2 separate regions of the Pan troglodytes genome follow, and region 2 is linked to region 1. Evidence: chromatin contacts called from public capture Hi-C data. All regions are on one chromosome and are shown on one strand. The core of a region is the stretch at or near the end of the contact, and the rest is flanking DNA. Distances in the headings are between cores, read along the strand shown.

Region 1 (5,628 bases), core at 2,418-4,917:
AGGCCATTCCCATTTCCAGGGACACATGGCTGGGGAGACCGACACTCCTGCAGCCACCGTGACTGAGCCCTTAGGAGGTGCCAGGCCCTGCCCTGCACCCTTTCTGCAGCATTATTTGTTCCTCCCAACTACATTGCCATGTAGCTACCATGTTTCCCAGGTGAGAAAACTGAGCTCAGAGAAGCCCTGCAGCTGGACTGTGGCTGCATTACACACACTCTTTTTAAAGCAAGGTGTTCAGACTCGCAGTTAGGCAGGGCTGCGGGGGATGCCCCCTCCCCCAGGGTGTGTGTGCCCCCTGCCTGCTACCACGGGGGTAGAGGTGTGATGCTAGCCTTGTGTCTAACCTGACTCCCTCCCTACATCTTCACCCTTTTCTATTCTGGGTCCTGAGCCTGGACGGTTAGTATCCCTTGAAGTGAGGGACATGCAGGGACACAGGAGTGAGGGAACTTGAATCTTGGGAGGCCAGCTGCGCCATTGCGTTTCTCCCTCATTTCACAGGGTTGTAGTGGAGACTGCTTAGAGAGCCCAGAAGAGGTGCTCAGGAAATGGTCTGACTGATCTCTGGGACAGTGAGCCCTTCTCTCCCCCAAAACCTTCCCTTCTACTTTATGGGCGTCAATCTTACCACACACACTGCTGCCATCGGGTGGAGTTGCCTCTCTCAGGGAGCACATGTTCACCTTAACTTGCTTGGAGGTCCCCCTCCCAGTAGGAGGGGGTGCTTCCTGGAGGAACAAGTCTGTAAGGCCAGAAACAGGCCAAGGAGTTCCCGGGAATGAGGTAGGCAGGAGGAAGAGGAGCTCACAGACTGAGCAGAGGAGTTCAGAGGGGCATGTCAGCGGGAAGGCTGTTCCTCCCTCCAGCCTCTTCAGTCCCGTTCAGCAGAGAGGTGAAAATAGACGTTGACAGCTCCTCCAGGCTCTCAGCAGTCACTGCCCAGGTTTTCAGAACTCTGGTGCTCAGGGGCTGCCTGCCTGAATTCGGGTGCCTAGGTCAAATCTGGAGTGGCCCGCACTCATGGGTATAAAAACTGAGGCCCAGAGATGGGGCAGCTCCTTCGGGTCACAGAGCAGAGCTGGGATAAGAACCCAGACCTCTGATTCCTGCTTTTCTAAAAACTGGATTCAGATTCTGCAAAGGGGCTGGCCAGGGCTTCTGGAGGCCTAGTTCTAGGTTCTCCAGTTCTGTCTTCCTGGGAGATCTTGGGCAGGTCACAGTGACTTCCAGGTGCTCATATCCCCACCTGTGAAACTTCCTGCCCCAAGCCTCCCCAAAAGTGACATGGCTCTTCTGCAGAGCTGTTCTGTAGGCATGAGGACCATGGCCTCTGCCTGCCCTGCCCAATCTCAGGCCTTAGTGAGCCTGAGACCCCAGGGAGGGAGAAATGACAGATGCCCCTATCCTGTGCTCCTACTGCCCCTTGGTCATCTCTCAGTCCCTGGCTTCAGTCTGCTGTTGCGCTGAGTCTCTCCCACCAGATGCAAGCCCCTCAGTGACAAGGCTCCAGAGACCTGAACACTACCTGGGGCAGCACATTTGCTGTATTGAATAGAGGTGGTTTCTGGAGAGATCTGACACCATCAGACGTGGACCCATCTGTGAGATTCAGACATATCCATGCCTGGATACAGGCTCTTCCACTGGAGGCACATTCACTCATCACAAACATTTTCAGCTTATCTGTACATTACCCTATTTCATCCTCCTGGATCTTAGAAGTTGCACTATCTGCTTGTTCCTACTTTACAGATGAGGAAAGCAGGGTCCAGAAGGTGAAGGGATGAGCCTCAAGTCACAGCTAATCTGAGGTGGCCTGGGGACTGGAATACATTTCCTTTGGCTGTGCTCTTTTCTGTTCCTCACAGGAGCAAGTGGTGAAGAGTGAGTTCTATGCGCAGTGTAGAAGGGCTGTGAGTCCTGTCCCTGGGTTCATTTCTGTCAATGTTTCAGCATAAAACATTCTAGGAAAGGCCGGGCAAGGTGGCTCATGCCTGTAATCCCAGCACTTTTGGAGGCTGGGGCAGGTGGATCACCTGAGGTCAGGAGTTTGAGACCAGCCTGGCCAACATGGTGAAACCCCGTTTCTACTAAAAATACAAAAAAATTAGCCGGGTGTGGTGGCACATGCCTGTAATCCCAGCTACTTGAGAGGCTGAGGCAGGAGAATCGCTTGAACCCAGGAGGCAGAGGTTGCAGTGAGCTGACATAGTGCCATCACACTCCAGCCTGGGTGACGAGTGAAACCCCGTCTCAAAAAAAAAAAATTTTTTTTTTTTTCAGGAAAATATTCCCAGACCAGAGCTCTCAGAAACAGACACAGCAAAAGTGTGTTTTTTGGCCTCTGGGACCGAGGGAAAATAGTCTAGGAACAAGATGCTCTTTGGCATTCATTTGGTTCTTGGCAGATCGAGCAGTAACAAGGCAAACACAGGAAGAGTCTAGGAGGAAACTTAAAAGTTGCAGGATTTGGGGATAAATTACAATCCTCCCCCTTCTAACCTAAAATTTCTGTAATTTAGTTATATTTCTGTCATGAAAAACAACTTCACAATGAACAAAATAAATGCGAAGATTCAGAGCAGCTGGATTTCATCCTAAGGCCACTGGGAGAGGGCTGGGCAGTCATTGGCCACAAAACCAAAAGCTGCGGCTGGGTTCTTCAGGCAGTGAGTGGATAGAGCAGCCTGGGATGCAGTTGCAATCTAGAGGATAAAGGTTTGTTTTGTCCCAGGTCCCAGCGGGAGAGTCCAGTGGCTTGTTTTCTTTTCAATTTCTTGCCATCCAAAGAAGTCTGTGTATTAGTAAGTCTGGTTTCAAATATTGTGACCTTTTTTGTGTGATGTTCTCTGTATCTAGAAACAACTCATCCAGGGCATGAGAGTTAGATAAGCTCTTGGAGATAACCTCATTCCATTCCTTTTTTTTTTTTTTTTTGGAGACAGAGTCTTGCTCTGTCACCCAGTCTGGAGTGCAGTGGCATGATCTTGGCTCACCGCAACCTCTGCCTCCTGGGTTCAAGCAATTCTCCTGCCTCAGTCTCCCGAGTAGCTGGGATTACAGGTACCCGCCACCACACCTGGCTAATTTTTGTATTTTTAGTAAGAGACGGGGTTTCATTATGTTGGTCAGGCTGGTCTCAAACTCCTGATCTCAGGTGATCCACCAGCCTTGGCCTCCCAAAGTGCTGGGATTACAGGCGTAAGCCACCGTGCCCAGCCATCATTCCATTCCTTTTACAATTGAGGATGTGGCAGCTAAGAGGGAAAGGTCTTCCATCAAGCAGTGGCAGGGCTAAGGCCAGATGATGCCCTCCCACTGGGTCTCTGGCTTGTGAATGTGGCTGGGGTGGTGGGTCAGAGAGGAAGGGGATCTAGGTGGTGTACTGAGAACCTGTGGCTTGATTGCATCATGCATCAAGTCAGTTCCTGTGATGAAGGAGACCAAAATTTAGCTATGACGCTGGGGTTAGGCAGTTAGCTGAGCTTTGCCCTTGGTCACAGACGGAACCTCCAGTACCGAAAGCAGCTTTCACTGGCAGGGAAGTCAGAAGACGGAAATGACATTTCGTGTCCTGACAGCCCTTCCCACATTTTTGGTAGAGCACTTCACACACATTCTTTCCCTTGGGCCTTATGACAACTCTGTGCGTTACTATGGGCCTGGAAGACTATCAAGGACCCTAGTTCTGGAGGGAAGGACACTGAGAAGAGGCAGGAGAGGTGGTGGTGAGAAAAGGCAGGAGAGGTGGTGGTGAGAAGAGTTCGTGGTGACCAGCCTGTGGCACACTTTATATGGCCTTCCTGGAACCACAGTCTTATTCTCAGGTTCCAGATGAGGACACAGGCTCAGTCCCCATGGCTGTCAAGTGGCAGAGCCAGGATTTAACCCAGACCTCCTGGCTCCTAAGTCCATATGCGGTTGGTGGGAGTGTAAATGGATATAGTCCTTATAGGAAGCCAATTTGGCAAAATCTAACAAAATTAAATACATACCTTTTTGACCCTCAAATTCCACACTTAGGAATCTACCCAACATTTATACTGGAACATATTTTTTTTTTTTTTTTTTGAGACAGAGTTTCACTCTTGTTCCCCAGACTGGAGTGCAATGGCACAATCTCAGCTCACCGCAACCTCTGCCTCGCAGGTTCAAGCGATTCTCCCGCCTCAGCCTCCAGAGTAGCTGGGATTACAGGCATGAGCTACCATGCCCAGCCAATTTTGTATTTTCGGTAGAGACTGGGTTTCTCCATGTTGGTCAGGCTGGTCTCAAACTCCTGACCTCAAGTGATCCGCCTGCCTCGGCCTCCCAAAGTGCTGGGATTACAGGCATGAGCCACTGCGCCCGGCTGAACACATTTTTATGTAAACAAGCAGTGTGTACACTTAAGAGTCTTATGCACAGGATAATGTCTGGAAAAATGCTTACTGCATGTCCCCAGCTCCAGGAAAGAGGAGAGCTTGTGGGGCCCTTCCCCAAACAGGCTGTGTCCTGGTCCTCAGTGTGGCTGGCTGGAAGCCAGGGGGACTCAGCCTTTGACTAAGAATGCTCCATCCACCCCTGGGACCGAGAAAATCTCCTTTCACACAATTCATTACTCCTTAGGGTGGAGGTTTAGGAAAGGGGAGAGGCATCCAGAATGCCCGCTTCCTGGAAGCCAGTGGTCACATCCGGCAAGGGGACTTCAGTGACCTTCCTCTCACCCCTCCAGCAGCAGAATCAGAGCTCCCTCCTCAGCTGCCTCTATGCTATCTGCCCCTCCCTTCTAGCACATGTCCCACAGTACTGTCCTCACGTATTTCTTTTTTTTCCCATGGGAAAAGCAAAGACCGTAACCTATTTACTGCCATCTCTAGTACCCAGGATATTACACCTAGCACATGGGGGCTTCAGGGACTGTCTGTCTCATAGATGGATTAATTTACTTTCTCCTCTCTCTGTCTGTTAGCTGGTTTAAAGGAGGGCCCAGGAATGTTTTTATAAGAAGCATGGGCCTTTTGGAAAGGTCTGTTTACCCAAACCTTTCTATATTAAAACTTAGAAAACATAATTCCATTTTTTTTATTATTCAACATTTTATACATTAATAAATACAAACTTTTTACAGCCACTGTAAAGAAAGCACATCTGCACAGAGGCTCCCTCCGAGCCCTGACCTGTGCACTGTGGTGCTGGATTCCATATCCTGGATGGAGGGGTTATTTTTTAAAAAGGAGGCATGTTTCACAACTTTGTTTTTTAAAATAAAATTAGCAGCTCTTCCAAAAAATATTTTAAAATACAACAAAAGATTTCAAATAACCCTTTGAGGTTGTGGAAAACCCAAATTCAAGGACAATTTGGCTAGCTAAAGACAGAATACAAGACTGGGTGGCAAGAACTGCTCTATTTAATAAGCATTTGAAGATTTTTAATATGTTAGCAAACTTTAAAATCTTAAAAAAACCACCCTTTTAATTTCTTTTTTAAACTTAAGAATAAGTTTGATAAACACAAAAGACCTCAAATAGATCAACAGGTTAAGAAGTGTAAAAAACAACAACGAAAAAAACCCCAAATCATGGAGAAGATTCATCAATGGGTATTGTCACTGAAGTGATCAAAGAACTAAAAATTTCTTCA
Region 2 (6,008 bases), core at 3,433-5,932, 400 kb after region 1:
ATGCTATTTTCAGCCCAAGTAAGACCATAATTTTCCACTCCTGGCCCCAGACCATCGTCCAGCAGTGACGTGAGGGGATCTGCCTGCCCTCAAAATATCTCCTATTACCCTCCAGTATTCCCTGCCCCCTTCACACCTCCCTAACCTGACATCACTTCCTGGGCTGTTGACTCATGAAGGCCACTGTGAAAGGGCACGTGAGTTGCCCATCCACTGAGCAGACCCCAGGGATTATCCAGCCCAGCTGCAGACTCAAGGCCAGAGATGGGCAGGGCTGAGCCCAAGGTCATTCAGCATGTCAGCGTGGTGCCTGGATGTAAGCAAGTGCCTTGGTGACGATCCTGCTGTCACTCACACTGCCCAGCTCTTCCTGCCCAGGGTGACTGGGATGGAGCCATAGACCTGAGGCCAGGGACAGGGCAGGGATGGGAGGAAAGGGAGGGTAGAGAGGTGAGTGTCAGGGAGTAAATGTCTGCTGATGCGCCTGCAGCAGCTGTTCTCAATGAACTGCATGACATCAGGGCAGGGTCCCTGGCACACAGGGGTCTCTGCCCTGGGTGGCAGGTGTCCCAGGGCCCAGGAGGGATGGGGGAACCCCAGGGTACATTCCCACTTTCACCCCCTGAGGTAAGAAGAGGCCCTAAGCAACATGTTATCCACACATGGTTGCTCCAGGTCAGGCCACCAAAGCTACCTCTCTGCCACCCTTGTCATGGCAGATTTGGGCTGCTCTGTTTAGAATCAGGCACATGAGGGAGGGAAGTCGTGTATTGACCCATGTCCCACGCACCCTGCGGGATCCTCTCATCTATGTTATATGGTGGATGCTTCACAGAAGCCCTGGGAAGTAGATGCTATGATCCTATTTAGCAGATGAGGAAACAGGAGAAGGGCGTGAGAAGTGAGGACTTGTTCCAGGTTATCCAGGCTGTCAGGGTGAGTCAGAGTGAGTCCAGGTTCACCTGATGGCCAGAATCATGCCCTTTATAGTGCCCCACGACACTCACAGCCCTGCAGGGCAGAAGGGTCTATAAGTGGCCCCTCGCATGATTCAAGATGACAGAGGCAGTGTACCAAGGATGTGAGAACACAGATGCTCCACCCAGACCACCTCAGTGTCAATATTGTCCCCACTTTCCTGGTTGGGGTCTCTTGGGCAAGTTACCTAATCTTGCAGCACCTCAGCTTTCCCATTTCTAAAGTGCGCTGCTACCTTCCATGCCGGGCATTGAGGGGCTTTCCTACATTATTACGCACAAAGTCCTCCTCACAGTGCCTGGTGTGTGGTCAGCATTTATATGCCTGGCACCAGGCCGGGGGCTCTGGAGGCAAATCAGCTGGGCCCTGCCCTCACAGAGTTGACATCACTTAGTACGTAACCACATTGGGATACATGTTTTGAAGGAGAGGACAGTGTGTCTGGCCAGTGAGCAACAGTGGGCCATACGTCTCCAGGGAACCCCCGTGGGGTGTGGGAGGAGGGAAGCAGGTCTGTCCTGGGGGAATGTGTGGGATCACCTCTGCCCTGCTTGGCAGTAGGTGGATTTCAGGACCATGGGCCTGTGCTGTTTACAGAACCTTGTCCAGGTGCCCAGCTGTGGGAGGGCAGCATGGAGAGGAGGAAGAGGGGCCCCCTAGTAGCAAGCTTCAGAAACTTGCCACTTCGGGCTAGAGAGCTCGCACCCTCCCACGGCAGCAGGGTAGCCATTTCTCCCTGACTGGGGTGTCCACCATGGTGCTCTGCAGCCACCTCTCACTTCATTAAGAGTCCACAGATCTAGGAGCAGAGGACTGGTCTGGAGCTGGGCAAGGGCAGGCAGCAAATGGGGAGTTTTTGCTGTGTGACCTGAGGTCACTTGCCTGCCTTCTCTGGACTGCACTGTAGGGCCTGGAGACCTGTTCCCCTGTTCCAATTTCCCCACCTCAGTGAAGGCACAACCAACAGCTGCTCCCCGGGCATTTCCAAGACCCTCCAGGCCCCCAGTTCTGAGGACTAGGGTGGAGGCAGTGTTTCTCCCCAGCATCAAGTGACCAGAGAAGTGAAGTGACCCCACTGCCGCCACACGGAGCCACACAGTGCAATGTCTGGAGCTCCTGCCTCCTGCAAGGTGGAGGGTGGGGCTTGGCCAGGAGTGACCAGACTACAGAGTGAGGGGTGTGCTTGTGGGGGTGAAGGGTTGGGGTGAGAACTGAGCCCGAGTCAAACTCATCCTCCTCTGCCCTGATGCACTGTGCAACTTGGGGGAGTCACTGTCCCTCTCTGGGCCTCGCTTTCCCCATCTTCGATAGGACTTGGCTCTGCCTGGCCACTCCTCCTCCAATGGGGGAATTCCTGGGCTTGCCTCTGTCTTGGCTCCAGCTCAGGTGTCAGTCTCAGCCCTGTCCCAGCCAGGAACAATGGGCCAGGCAGGGCTAGTCACCCCCTGTCCCTGGGGGCTCCACCCATGGCCCTGGACTATTTTCAGCCCTTGCAGATGGAGTCAGAAGAGGATTTTCCACTCCCAGTACAATGACTGTCCTGGACCATTGTCCAGCAGTGACGTGGGGGACCTGCCTGCCCCAAAATATCTCCTGCCCCTAGTTTCCAAGCCTCTCTGCCCTGCTCCTCACCTCCCGGCCCTGCTCCTTACCTCCCCACCCTGATATCATTTCCTGGGGCTGTTAACTCCTGAAGACCATTGTGAAACATCACGTGAGACTCCTGGGAGACACAACCAGTTGGAATGAGTTTTCCCTCCTGGCAGGGACCCCAGGTATTGTTTGGCTGCTTAGTGGGACTGGTGGCCCAGAGAGGGCTGTGTCTTACCCAGTCACACAGCAGTCAGTGTGAAGCTTGGATGTAAGCCCAGGGCTCTTTGGCTGCTCCCACTGCCTCAGTCAACTTCATTAGCTCCAGTCTGTGGCTCCTGGAACTGAGAGCTCACCACTGAGCTTCCCGGGATGGGCACCTGGGATAGCAGCCCAAGTGGTGTGGGTGGAGAGGTGCAGCTCATGCTCTGACCTTGGAGTGAGCCCAGTGCAGGGGCCTGACCTTAAACCCTTTCTCCCCACTGAGTCCCATTTTTACCAAATGTGGCTGTTAGGAACTGAATGTTTGTGTCCCCCACCCCACAAATCCATATGTCAAAATCCCAACTGCCAAGGTGATGGTATTAGAAGGTGGGGCCTTTGGGAGGTAACCAGGTCCTAAGGGTGCAGCCCTCATGAATGGGTTTAGTGCCCTTACAGAATGGACCCCAGAGAGCTCCTCACCCTCTTTCCACCATGTGAGGATATAATGAGAAGTTGGCAGTCTGCAACCTGGAAGAGGTCCCTCACCAGATCCCAACCATGCTGGCACCCCGATCTTAGACTTCCCGTCTTCAGAATGGTGAGAAATAAATGTCTCTTGTTTCTAATCCACCCAGTCGGTGGCATTTTGTTATAGCAGCCCACGCTGACTGTGACTGAACTCAGGGTGACAGAGCAGCAGCTCTGGGGCAAAGGGGAGGGTGGGGGCCACAGGGCAGCTGATGCAGGAGCAGGGCTCTGGCCCAGTTCAGCCATCACCAATTCTGGGACTGCAAATTCAGTTTCTTCATCTGGAAAATTGAACTGGTAATACCAATACCTCTTTTCCCGGTTTACTAGACAGCGACAATGCAGTGAGGCACAAACATGCAACTGTTTGATTTTCCTCCCACCCATGCTCCCTGCTCAGTGACGTGTGATTTTCCTTTCCCATCCATAAACTGTGCATTTGGCAAACTCCAAACTTTTGAGTCACTTTTGGGTAACAAAGTCAGGTTTAAGATTTCCATCGCCTACTTAATTGAACACTCACCTGTCCTCTTCCCCCGTGCTGTGAGGACCTTCATCACTCCTCTTCTGGGTCCCTCTCTCCTCTAGGTGTTGGGGCAGGGTGGGGAGGAAAGGGACCAATGTGTCTTTCCTGGTGATGCTACAGCCCTCTCTTGCTGACCTTGCTTCCTGGGCCATCAGTGCCCCCTGCACAGAACTCTCCAAACATCAGTCCACACCTTTGTAAAAACAGTCTCTCCGCTAAGCTATCCCAAAATGACCTGATTAGAGTGTGCAACGTCTTTCCTGCTGGGACTCTGACTGATACCCTGGTCTCCCTGAGTGATTTTCCTGCACACCCTGCTGGGGGTGTGGAAGCCTGTCCCCCTCCCACCCCACACCCCACACTTGGCTGAGATCTCACAGTGGCAAAGATGTCTTTGAATCCATGGTGCCCAGGGTTCAGCGTGTAGAGTGAGGTGGGGTGTGTAGAGAGCTGGGGCAAGGAACCCTGAGAAGGTGTCTTACCCCAGTTGTTTCCAGGTTTCTTTAGAAAGCGGGCTATTTTACCCCATGTGTCCTCAGATTTATGTCCTGGAACCAAATTCCAAATCAGCAGCCACATGAAAAGTCCCCTCCTCTCTGGCGTGGAATTAAACTGTTAGACCTGCCTTTGTGACCAAAGCAATTATAAAATGTGGGGGAGGAAATTAAAAGCCTGCCACCTTAGTCCACACAGTGTGTGCTGTCTCTGTGTGTGTGCACGTGTGTTTATGTGTGTGTTGAATGATCACATGTTCGAGGGAGGATGGTGAGGGGCGAGGGGCAGTCCTGGCGGGTACCAAGTGGACACTCAGAGACAGAAGGGCTGCAGGTGGGCAGCCAGGCCAGAGGGGGGCAACAAGGGGCTGCCAGGAGTCAGACTAAACCCCGGAAGTGGAAGTGGAATGGCAGGAAGAGATGGGAATGGAGGGTCCAGCTGCCAGCTCTGTGGCACCCCCTCTCCTTCCCTCCCTCCCACTCTAACTCCCTTTCCCTCCCCACTCCCCATCACCCTCCCCTTTTGCTCCCTGTCCCCAGAATCCTTGGGAGCAAAGGGAGGCGGACAGGGACAGTCCACTCTGTGCTCTGCCCTGGCTGTTTAGTCTACGAAGGGCCCCAGGTTGGTTGGTGCTGCTCTGCTTCCCCCTGGTGGCCAAAGCTGGCAGCAGTGGCAGGAAACAGGCTGGGATCCAGACCTTCGCCTATGGGGTGATAAGAAAATGATCCGGCTGCAGCCAGGCTGTTGAGTGTGAGGGTCCGGGGGGAGAGCTGACAATTGAAACAGAGAACACAATTTGCATACAGTGACTTGCCAACATGCCCTGACTTGCCAACAAGGTGACGGTGCCTGGCCCAAACCGTGATGTCCGTCTCCTGCACCCCAGCCAGGGGTAGAGATCATTCCCTGCCGAGCAATCCCTTTTCCTGTGGAAGACCACTCTTCACAGGGTCCTGGGCCTCCCCAGCTCAGCCTCAGGGACACAGCACATCTGCCTAGGGCAGCCATGGAAGGACATGGAAGGGTGTAACCATGCCCTTTCCAAAGAATGGGCACCCCTAACTCCCTCTTCTACCCCACTCCGGTAACCCCATCCTCACCAGAGACCCGTGCCCTCCGCACGCCCCTAGAAGTCCTTGTCTTCTCACAGGACAGCCTCCAAAACTGCACTCCATGCCCCGGAGAAGTGTGACTAGCACAGCCGGTTCTCCCAGGAACTCCATCTGGGAAGAAGCTGGGGTTCATCCACCACACCCGAGATGCCTGTAATTTGGATCCCACCAGCATGTCCGTAGGTAAGATGTGTCTGACTCCTGTGGAAGTCATGTGGAAAGGGAGGCCTGAGTTCGGGGTCCTTGGGTGGATCCAGAAGCAGAGGTAAGATGGGAAGCCTCAGCCAGCCTCCTAAGCCGTCCTCTCAGATCTCTGCACACCTCTCACCCACAAGCTTTTACTCCACATAAACCCAGATGCCCTCATTCACAGCACAGAAAGCACACAAATCCTGGAGTCAGAGGGACTTGCGTTTGAATCCCAGCTCTGCCACTCATCAATCAGGCGACCTTGGGTAACTGTTTTCTCATCGTAAACAAAGGGGGTAACCGGCCGGGCATGGCAGCTCACACCTGTAATCCCAGCACTTTGGGAGATCGAGGCGGGTGGATCACTTGAGCTCAGGAGTTTGAGA

The links. Capture Hi-C pulls out chosen DNA fragments and counts their contacts.
Region 2: a contact with region 1 is called in a capture Hi-C map of stem cell-derived neural stem cells, with 4 times the contacts expected there. The contact joins two enhancer-like sites. A contact is called at or near these places in 2 of 7 Hi-C or Micro-C datasets (induced pluripotent stem cells and stem cell-derived neural progenitor cells), 1 of 1 datasets of contacts at active chromatin or transcription factors (stem cell-derived excitatory neurons) and 1 of 1 other capture datasets (stem cell-derived neural stem cells).

What each region holds. Positions count from the first base shown.
Region 1 is chr9:74,868,339-74,873,966 of NHGRI_mPanTro3-v2.0_pri, forward strand. All of the region lies in intron 16 of ATG16L2 (autophagy related 16 like 2), which reads left to right. FCHSD2 (FCH and double SH3 domains 2) reads right to left here. Exons shown (of 20, transcript XM_016921547.3): 20 at 5,054-5,628. Among named protein-coding and RNA genes, the nearest start is that of ATG16L2, 20 kb to the left of the region's middle. Within about 2 kb of position 3,668, at least 5 of the 24 cell types and tissues checked have an H3K27ac peak or open chromatin away from gene starts, as enhancers often do. A contact at or near this core is called in stem cell-derived neural stem cells, where this site is marked.
Region 2 is chr9:75,271,814-75,277,821 of NHGRI_mPanTro3-v2.0_pri, forward strand. It overlaps P2RY2 (purinergic receptor P2Y2), which reads left to right. Exons shown (of 4, transcript XM_016921568.4): 4 at 1-6,008. Among named protein-coding and RNA genes, the nearest start is that of P2RY2, 23 kb to the left of the region's middle. Within about 2 kb of position 4,683, at least 5 of the 24 cell types and tissues checked have an H3K27ac peak or open chromatin away from gene starts, as enhancers often do. A contact at or near this core is called in stem cell-derived neural stem cells, where this site is marked.